Linked DNA regions of Anser cygnoides: region 2 is linked to region 1. A link is a contact called in public Hi-C data. All regions are on one chromosome and are shown on one strand. The core of a region is the stretch at or near the end of the contact, and the rest is flanking DNA. Distances in the headings are between cores, read along the strand shown.

The links. A called contact is a pair of places that touch in the nucleus more often than the background predicts.
Region 2: a Hi-C map of granulosa cells shows a contact between it and region 1, with 2.0 times the contacts expected there. The contact joins the promoter of PTGFRN here to the promoter of TIMMDC1 in region 1. A contact is called at or near these places in 2 of 7 Hi-C or Micro-C datasets (granulosa cells and liver).

The regions. Positions count from the first base shown.
Region 1 is chr1:87,374,396-87,379,473 of Taihu_goose_T2T_genome, reverse strand. It overlaps TIMMDC1 (translocase of inner mitochondrial membrane domain containing 1), which reads right to left and starts at 2,871. Exons shown (of 7, transcript XM_067001693.1): 1 at 2,718-2,871; 2 at 2,270-2,435; 3 at 1,315-1,403. The coding sequence starts at 2,794. It overlaps POGLUT1 (protein O-glucosyltransferase 1), which reads right to left. Exons shown (of 11, transcript XM_048071672.2): 11 at 3,690-5,078.
Region 2 is chr1:87,729,236-87,734,300 of Taihu_goose_T2T_genome, reverse strand. PTGFRN (prostaglandin F2 receptor inhibitor) reads left to right here and starts at 1,457. Exons shown (of 13, transcript XM_048071586.2): 1 at 1,457-1,778.

The DNA of each region.
Region 1 (5,078 bases), core at 1,622-4,121:
GCATGACATCAACAAGTCAAGAGCAATCTTCCTCTCTTTACCAATGCTGTCATGGCAGCCTAGCCTTTGTATAAGTAAAGCTTAAAAACTGTTTTTAAAACATGAAACTTGAAATTCGCACAACTTCAGGACAAAATCTTCAACTTGGACTTTATGGAAACAATTAACACTGAGTGGCAATTATCTCCCTTCAAAGCTTTCTACAAAGGGGTAGTGAAAAAGGACGATGGCTCTGATTGCAGGGGAGACATCTGGTGGACAACAGTGAGGTTGCACGTCTAGTCCAGAAAAATCTAAAGTAATCAAAAGTCCTGAGAGAAAGCAAACAGCATGCTAATGAAACCTAAGATGAGATATCACAGCAAAAGGAGACAAAACACAATAGAAACCAAGGAAGAAATACAGAAAGGTACAAAACTAGGAAGAAAGACAAAAATATAAAGCCAGCTTACTGGGAAATAATGCTAGTCAATATTGCTGGTATTTGAAAACCAAAAGGGGATCGTGAACACAACATACCTAGAGATACAGTTAGTACAGGTCTAGAACTACATGAATATTTACCATTTCCCAAGGACAGAGAAGGAGATATTGCTTGTTTTAAAGGGCTTTATTTGGAAGAGCATGCCTAGTTTGACACTGTATTGTCAGAAATACACTGACACGTCTTGGGGAGAAAAATCAGAGAAGTGGAACACTACCTGTGCATTATTTGTGTAGGAAAATTTGAAGGACTAAAGTGGTACACACATATGGTACGTCTGATGATCAATGACTGCGTAACAACAAGACAATCATCTGCAAGTACTTAAGGACAAGTACAAAGAATTGTGAGTAATGCTACTGTATACAAACTAGGAGTAATCAGATATAACAAAAAGGAGAAAAATTAGCGTGGGATAGAAAGCTGTTCCAGAACAGCCAACACACTGTAATACTCTCCCAGAGAAAAATGCGAAAATACATCAAACTGAAGAGATAAAGCACAAGCAGAAATAAGCCAGTAAGTACTAGGAAGAGCACTGTTCAAGTCAATAATGGTATGGATTAGATGTAACAAAAAGGGCTTTCCCAGTGTTTTGTTTTTGTGTTGGTTCATCAGAACACTGGGATAATTAAAAAACGCTTAAATCCTCCTCATGCTTCCACCTTATCAATCAGACTCAGTCAGACTCACTGTTAACACAGCATTTTGAACCTCACGATGTCATGAGGAGTCTCCGAACAAACCGCACACATTGAAGGCTCCTTGCCGCTAATGTTCAAACTAAAGCCATTTTTTCCTCCCACTACTACTACTAAGAAAACACTTACTTGAATATTGCCACAAAAGCTGCTACTCTCCAGCTCCAGCGCCAGCCATAGCGAATGAAACTCCTGAGACCCGCACGATGCGCAGATTGCTAGAGTGAGAGAGGAGAAAGGTTACTGGTCACAGACCTGCTCCTTTTCACCAGCACTAATCTTACTGATCCTGGTGCTGCAACACATCTGGAGGGGGACAGCAACAGCTTTCTGAGGATGATACAGGAGAGGAACAGAGAAGAGGGGACAAACTAGAAACTAGTTTTTAATTATTATGAGTTGATATATTTTAAATACGTAAATAATAACCCTCTGTGTTAAAATGTTAGTGGACCATCAAGCTCTACAGTTTAGCATGGGCACTTGTAAGTTTGACAATAAGATGCTTTTTAAAAGCTGCAATAAAAAGAAGTTTCATAAAAATTAAAAATATTGCAGTTGATATCAAGAAACAGAATAAATTCTCGTTTCCCGTGACTGTGGTGTAAGTGCTTAGCACTGGTGCAGATACATAGGAGAGTCTGCAAGACTGAACAAAGCCTGATATCAATGCCGTGCAGAAAGCTAAGTCAGGGATCCCATCCAAATAGGGATGGATGTAAAGTTAGGCAGATTTTTAAAGATTTTTTTTTTTCCAAATAACTCAGGTAACCAGCACCTGGCCTGCTCACAAGGAAGGGCAGGCAGTGAGCACCCTGAGAGCGTCTGGGCACTGGAGATGGCTTTCCATCTCTAAATGACTGTATTTCGTGGCTAGCTCTGTGGGCCAGTGCCTGCAAGAGGCAAGCCAAGTGGCCCAACACCGTCTGGCTTTGGCTTTGGCCAACATGCCCAACCTTTCCTTGAGGAAGCAGGGGACTGTGCCATGCCGTGAGGGCAGGGCGATGCCCAGTGCATCCCTCGGGGCAAGCCGTGCCGTTCCCCCGGTTAAATCTCCTGGGGCTGGGGTCACGAGGTGCCGTACCACCGCATCGGCTTGGTTCTGGAAGAGCTCGCCCTGGCTGCGCTCGATGAAGGCCCTCCGTGCCTGGTGGAAGGCGGGCACGCCGCCGTACACCCAGCCGACCACGCCGCCAGTGAAGGCCGACTTGATGATGTTCACCACCTCCTCCGGGTACTGCTGCTGATCGCTGCGAGGACACGAATCACAGAAGCATTAGGGTTGGGAAAGCCCTCCAAGGTCACCTGGTCCAACCACCCCCTGCCACCACTGTCACCCACCACACCACGTCCCTAAGCGCCAGGTCCAACCTCTCCTTGAACACCCCCAGGGACGGTCACGCCACCTCCCGCCGGGCAACCCGGGGCTGAGCGGCAGCACCGGGACAATCCTCGCCCCCCCGCCCCGCCGCCATCCCGGAGAGGCTCCCCCCGCCCCGGGGCCGCCCCCGTCCCCCCGCCCCGTCCCTCACTCGCCACTCCACAGCTCCCGGAGCCGCTCCCAGCCCGTCTGCGGCGGCGGCAGCGGGCGCCCGAACCCGTCCGCCATGGCCGCGGCGCCTCCCGGGGCGGCGGCAGCGCCCCCTGCCCGCCCGGCGGGGCACGGCGGGGCCCGGCGCTGTCCCCGCGGCGGTCCCCGGGCTGCCGCCCGCCCCCGAGGCGGCGGAAAGGGAACGGGGACGGGCCCAAAGGCGGCTGTTTTTGTGTGAGGGGGCCGCCGGCCTGTCCGCGGGGCCTGAGCCGCCGCTGCGTGTTCAGGTGGGCTGCCGGTGGCTGCCTTTGGGGCATGGTCCCTGTCGTCCGCAGCATTTTTCAAACTCTAATGACCCCAGAAGTTAGCCAGCTGGCACGCTGAGACCTCTGCCGTTCAAATCCAGCCCATGGCTTTTTGAACCTCTTGCCAGCTTTTGTTTATGCCCGTTTGTTTCTTACAGCTTTAACTGGTTGTGAGGTTACAAATTCTTGTATTTGTGCAATGGCTAACTGGGGAGTGTTGCTCTCCAGCACTACTGCAATACAAGTACTATACTCACAGAACAGCTTCCACATCCCACCCCATCCTTTACCTAAATCCTAGTCCTGATGGAGGTCCCATCACCTCTAGAAGGGACATGCCTGCCACTTCAGGCCTTATCCTGTTTACAAAGACTGGAGACAGAGGGATCAATTAGTCACGGCTGTTCTAGTAAAGCAAAAAAAAAAAGCACACTGAGAAGTGACCAGTCCGTGCAAGCTGTCGACCAGAAAAAGTTTTCAATCAACATCACCCAAGATTTGCAGTGGTGACTTGGACAGAAGTTAAGATTCCACTGAGACACCCTACATATTGCTGTCGAAAAGGAAAAAAACAGAAAGACACGGTTCACCTTCTCCAGTGAAACAGCTGGGGGCTATCCAGACCTTTTCTTACAGTTCTGATTAAGAAATGATGCATCCAACAAGACTTCATTTTTGTTTATTTTAATCCAAAAGCACATCATTAAAAATGGTTTAAAAAATGTATACATTGTTGTTTCAGTTTCTCAGGCTGCTGTCTCTTCATTGGCTAAGAATACAAAACCAGAAAACCCCTTCCACACTTATACAACCCTTTTCCTCAGAAACCAAGCTATTTTAATACTCTAATTTATTTTCTTTGCCCGCTGGGAGAACCCAGCCAGTGGTCACGTAAGTGGTGAGCTGCTCCAGCAGCTGGTGCTTGACTAATAGGTCTGGCAGTTATTTCCCTGTACCAGGGGTTGGCAGTGCTGCTGAGGCCTCCGAATGCATACGTGTTGTGTATGTACTCAGCATTACTGTTCTTGGTAGCGTGTTCTCTGATCCAAACTGACTACAGACAAAAGTATGAGCTGTTATCATCCCTTCCATTACTGTGCTGTTTCCCAAGACATCAGTGGGGCCCCTTCATAAGCAAGGGAGCTCACCTGGGATGCAGAGGCCACATGGGGATCCCATGCTGTTTCCACTGTTGGCTCAGGCCAGTGGGAGCAGTTTGCTTCAGCTTCTGCAGACTTGGGCACCCACATGCCAGGTGTGCCAAGGACTGTGCTCAACTGACAGATGACCACTGACATCCAAAGGACATGTCAGGGACGGTGGCCGCTCTGACCCTGCTGATACAGACAAGCTGCAGCACAGGAGCAGTGATCCCAAAGCGACAGGGCAAGCAGCTCACAGTGGAAGGGATCAGACAGGCTAGGAAGCAGCAGTCTAGCTCTTCGCCACTAGAAAACTTGTTTTAATGCAAGGCTCTGACATTACTGAGCAAACAGTAAGTAGGAGAAACTAAGCTTGTCTGGATGCCAGAGAATGTGCGCTTCCTACCAGGCCTCTCAGTTCAGGGACAACAGAGCATTTTAGAAACTGCACTCCTTACGAGCTGAGCAGCCTGTACTTGGCATAAATACAGTTAGCCTGAGAAACCTATGACTTGAACTTAAAATGAATAATATAACGAGTAGCTGCCACTATGTGATTGAAGACATTCCCTCAACCAGACTGAGGAAGATCAGAAAAGGAACGTAACAGTTGGGTGAAAGAAAAGAGGAAAAGAGAATGATGAAGTGAACAGAGGTGTTACCCCCTTTAAAATAATAATAAAAAAAACAAAACAGTAAGATTGCAGAAGGGGATCAGAGCAGAGAATCTGTGAACATCTGGGGCAAAAACAAAAACAAAACAAAAAACTAAGAGCTGAATCTACCTCTGTGTATACTTTCTCTAGGTTCTTAAGGGTCCCAGGACATCTGGCCAGCGGACCGGTGAGAGCTTGCTAACAGGGGCTGAGTTTTGCATGGCCATGCATCCACCTCATTGCCCCCTCAACAGGGGAC
Region 2 (5,065 bases), core at 208-2,707, 360 kb before region 1:
CGACGTTCACCCAGAGGGACTGAGGGACTGGTCCTGCATTACGAGTGATGATGTGCAGAGGTCTGACTTCAGGCTTGTGGGTAAGATCAATTTCTAGTAACTGGGAAATCTGTGAAATAACCCTGCTGGGTGATGCTGGCTCACTGTGGGAAGAAAGCTGAGTTCATTGAAGGCAAGCACAGTAAGAGGCCCTATGCCAACAAAGTGGCCTCCTCTCCCACTTTTTCCAAGGATGGGAAATTGCCTTGCTGTGCTGGGCCACAGTCACTGATCTGCCATAGCTGGGCTCTGAGCATCATCTGCCAAGAAGGGAGCCACCCTGACATGTCTGTCCTGAAAGCCAGGAAGGCATCAGCACCCCAAGTGCCTCCCTTTTGGTTGCTTTGGCTGCTGCCCCCCTTGATCTGCTGGAATTGGGAAGGCACAGAGGGGAGCTGTGTGGAGAGAGGAGCAGGCTCACCAGGACCTACCTCATATCAGGATCAGTATGGGCATGCTGCCCTGGGCTTCCCAGCAGGGATTTGGGCTTCTCTTTCTGTGCAGAGACCTCATCTGAGCTGTGGTGAGCCCCTGGGGCAGGGCCCATGTGTTGCTGCCTTGCTGGGCCTCCCACTTCCCCCTCCTTCTGTGATCAGGACCAGCAGCCTTTCTGTTACCCTCCATGAAGTTACCCCGAGCCTGCACTACTGAAGTGTTACTTTCTGTTCTAGCTTTCCTTTCCTACAAAACACCCACACTGGGTGGTTTATTTTTCCTCTTTAAACCGAAACCTTGCACTTGGCTTCTGTGCCTCTCTGCCTCATGCCAGCCAAGAGGAAGCGGAGGGGACTTGCAGGGCCCTCGAGTGGCTGCGGACCATGGTTCCCGCTCACCTTGCCTGTCCTGGGAAGCTCATCTCCAGGCTGCTTTGCTATTTTCAGCCTTTACCAGTGCTGCTGGAAACAGCCCTGGCTTAGAAAGGATCGAGGAGAGGAACGTCTCTGTGCAGAGAAAGCGGGCATTGCTGCGTTGAGATGTGCATGGCTTACACTGACTCTCCAGGGCTCGCAGTGAGGGCAGTGAGCCCCAACAGCACAGGGGCTGGGGTACAGCAGTCCTGCTCACCCTGTTTGGGCACACAACACCCAGCTGGTTGGGCAAAGTGTGTGTGGAGGGACGGAGAGGACACAAACCAGGGCAGAAAAACGCCTCGAGTCGACGTTTGGTGCCTGCCCGCTTGGCTGTCAGCAGCACCAGCCCCAACACCGCACCGGCGCTTCATGTCCCTTTGTTTTGGGTGGTATTGTTAGATGGTCTCTGTCTCGGTGCCTCTGAAATGCAGGTGCTGAGATAACAGGAAGAGATAACCCCACAACAGAGGAGCTCTGAGCGCAGCAGCGCTCATTGGCTGCGTTTCCCATGCGCTTTCTCTGCCTACATAATAACAGAAGGAAGGCATTTGGGGTTGCTGCCTGCCCTCCCACACAAATACCTACTTTCATTTCCAATCCTACTCGGTGACTCGGGCAGGTGAGCGAGCATGGGGTGACCGTGGGGTAAAATGAACAGCTTGGAAACCAAAACCAAACGGCCTGTGGGCATCCCGAAACTGCGTTTCCATGCTTACGGCTCCCCAGCTGAGCCCTGGTGAGGCAGAGCGGGCAGTAAGTCTGCTGTGTTAGGACAACTGAGCCCTTGACGAGCCTCCTGCTGACGTGTCATGCCTGTTGGGACAGCCTGGGACCTCTCTGATGGGCAGCCTGAGTCAGACAACCCCTTCTTCCTCTGTTAAATGCAAGGTGAGCTTTCCCATCGAGAAAGGGAATGAAATAAAGGGGTGCTGCTTTGCTAACGAGTCACTTCAACGTAAGGGATCTCCAGGTTTTCCTCTGCAAAGCGTGCACCTCACTTGCTTCCACGATGGGCTCTGCCCATCCCTTGGTGGCTCTCCTGGCAGATGCCAACCTGGGAGAGCAGGGTCACGTTGTCGGCTTGAGAAGCTGCTGCGATGCTGCTGCTTGTGCTCCCGTGTGGGACGCGGACCTGATTTCTCTTCTTATCTGAGAAGGGAGCACCTGTGAGGTCTTGCTTTCTCACTGCCATCACCGTAGCTCTGCTCTATTCGGTTTCCACTTTCCTGGAGCTTTCAGAGTTGCCGAGCGAGCCACCTGAGGGAGCTGTGTCTCCGAGAATGGCTGCCTGACTTGGGGCTCTACCAGCGGCTGGCGGCTGGCAGGCGTGCACTGCAAGGGCTGCGGCAGGGCTCGCATGGTGCGGGCACTGCGCTAGCTGAATCTCCAGTTTTACTTGGCTTCACTGTGATTTCAGTAGCCAGGGCCAGTGCGAGCAAGCGACAGAATGAGGATGTGGTTCCTAGTGCAGGGGAAATGCCTGTAACCCAAACCCAAGACTCGACCAGCAAAACCTCCAACACCCTTTTGCTGAGCTTATAATTTCTGTAGACTGTTTTTGTTTCAGCTGTATAAAAAAAGAAGATATTAGCCAAAAGCTAGCCTCTGCAAAAGAGGAACTGAGCAGCACCAAGTCTTAAAAAAAAGCACTGGCAGGAAGGAAATGTGTCTGCACAGAAAATGATTTGTAGGGAGACTTCAGGCCTTGTAGTGGGAAATTAAATTCTGCATGTTGGAGGAGTTTCTGGGAATCCAAGGACCTCAAAAGAGAGTTCTGTTTAACAAGCAAAAATGAATGGAAATAAATGGACTCCCACTCTTTTTCTATATCAGGCCTCTCATCTTAACTAGAAATTTGGGCGGCACATAGGCTGCCTAATCTCGCGCTGCTGGGAACAGCAAATACGTCCCTGGTGATTGCTGCCAAAGTACACGCGCTTATCAGGTGCGTTCTTGCCTATCCCACCCCTCTTCCTTGTTGTCCATGTGCCACAGGAATAGCTGAGACACGTTTGAAAGAAAAGGGAGAGGCTGGGTATACGCTTCTCTAAATAGCAAATGTCACCTGTGGTGGATGCCGCTGTGGCTAGGGTCAGGCCAGCTGCCTGATCGCTCCCAAAAGCTGCTGTTGGGGACTTGAGGGATTGTCCTCTTCCCATCTACCAGCCCTAAAAGTGCCCCGCTCCCTCGTGCCAGCTCTGCCCCAGCCCCAGCCCTGAAATGGGCTGCTCAGCTCCCAGCCTTGCTGGGAATTAACCACTTAGTCCTGGTGGGGCGGGTGTTTCTGCTGGGTTAGGGCACTGGACTGGCCTGTGGCGGGGGAGAAGCAGGGGAGATCTCTGATGCTGACAAGACCGCGTCAGGAAAAGTGGTTCAGCTGTAGGAAAACCACCAAACTGCAGCTCCAAAGAGTCACGAGTGTAAGGGGAGGATGACAAGGGAAGGAGAGGCATTTCACAGTGGCAGTGGAGGAAGACGTGCCTGTGAGTCCTCTTTATCTCAAAGCATATGTGCTAGAGAAGAACAGCAACTGTGACAGAACACCTGAGGCAAATTCAGGCCCGATCTCTTATCTAGAGATGAAAAACTGCTCTGCTACCATCGGGCGCCAAAGCAGCTGTCTCAACTGATTCAACGTGCGTATGCACGTGGTAAGTGATGAGAACCCTCTCTGGAGGCTTTGGAGGACATGTGCTTCCAAAGCCCTAATTAGAAGTTGTACAGAAACGCAGTTTACAGGCCTAGGTTGGTCAGGTGAGAACCAAAAGCTCTGCTTCTCCAAGGAATAGAAAGAAGGTGCTGTGTCCATTTGAAAAACAAACAAAACAAAAAACAAAACTGCTGTAGCTGCATGGGATGAAATAAATGATAATTATTTCATTTTATGATGTTCCTGGTCTTTAGATACATTTATGGTCTCAAGTTGCACCAGGGGAGGTTAAGACTGGACATCAGGAAGAGTTTCTTCACAGAGAGGGTGGTCAGTTGTTCAACAGACTGCCCAGGGAAGCGGTGGAGTCCCCATTCCTGGAGGTACTTAAGAGACATGTGGACGTGGCACTAAAGGATGTGGTTTATTGACGGGACTTGGTAGGTCAGGGTGATGGTTGGACCTGGTGATCTTGAAGATCTTTTCCAACCTAGATGATTTATATGATTTCCTGTGGAAGCTTTTGTGCATAGAGTGTGGGATTTTGGCTGGCCACAGCCACTGGTGTCCAAGGCCTCAACCTTGGGTGGTGAGCAACATGGCAGGAAGAAGGGACACAAGACCTGGACCCATGCTTAAGGGGCAGCTAGCCCATTTCTGCTCAGGGAACTGATCACTGCTTGGTCCCACCAGGAGGAGATGGGGAATGCGTGGGCCATACAATGACGACAACAGTTTAGGGATGCCTTATTTAAGCACGGTACCTATTAGGCAGGTTCTGGCACACACCTCTAGGTAGAGAAGGCAGTTTACAGCACGGATCTACCACGCAGCTCCTGTACAAAGCCTTGTCCTTGGGCTAAATGCTTTGTTCAGCTATCTCCAGAGACAAGAGGTGGAGGCAGTGGGTGCCTGCAGCATCCTGCTCCTTGCTGATGGGAGCATGAGTTGCACAACATCTTGGTGGTGCTGTCATCTAGTGGGACTACAGGAGCACAGTCTGGCCAGGGTTCTGTGTCCTTTTCTATGTGTTTTTTTTTTCTTCACTTCTTTTTCTTCACATCCTGACTGGCAAGCCTGGGAGTGTTGAGGGGCTTTTCCCTAGAAGCAGCAGCAGAAAAGCTGCTAATGGTCCAGGTTTCCTAAACATTTTTTTATTAGGCTTGTGTGTCACAGGCTAGGCTCAAAGGGAGTTCATCCAAACTCACGAACTGGGTTGGCCCCTGACGTTCCTCCTCCCCATTAGGTGCATTTTGTGCCAGCAAAAGGGATCAGCTCAAGGCACAGATCAAATAGAGGTTTGTCTTTTGTCTGACTTAGTTCTTGTGTAGTGGTCAAGGAAATCTGAGCAGTCAAAGCTAGAGGCTTCCCTCAGACACTTGAATTTTGTGATTCATATTCAAAACACAATGTCAGTCACTACTTTGTGTTCACCATCCCTGCTACAAGTAGGTTCAAGTAGTTTGGCTCCTCTTGTAGCTGCTCAGACTTGTTCTGCCACTCACAGAAGAGGAGGCACACGTCC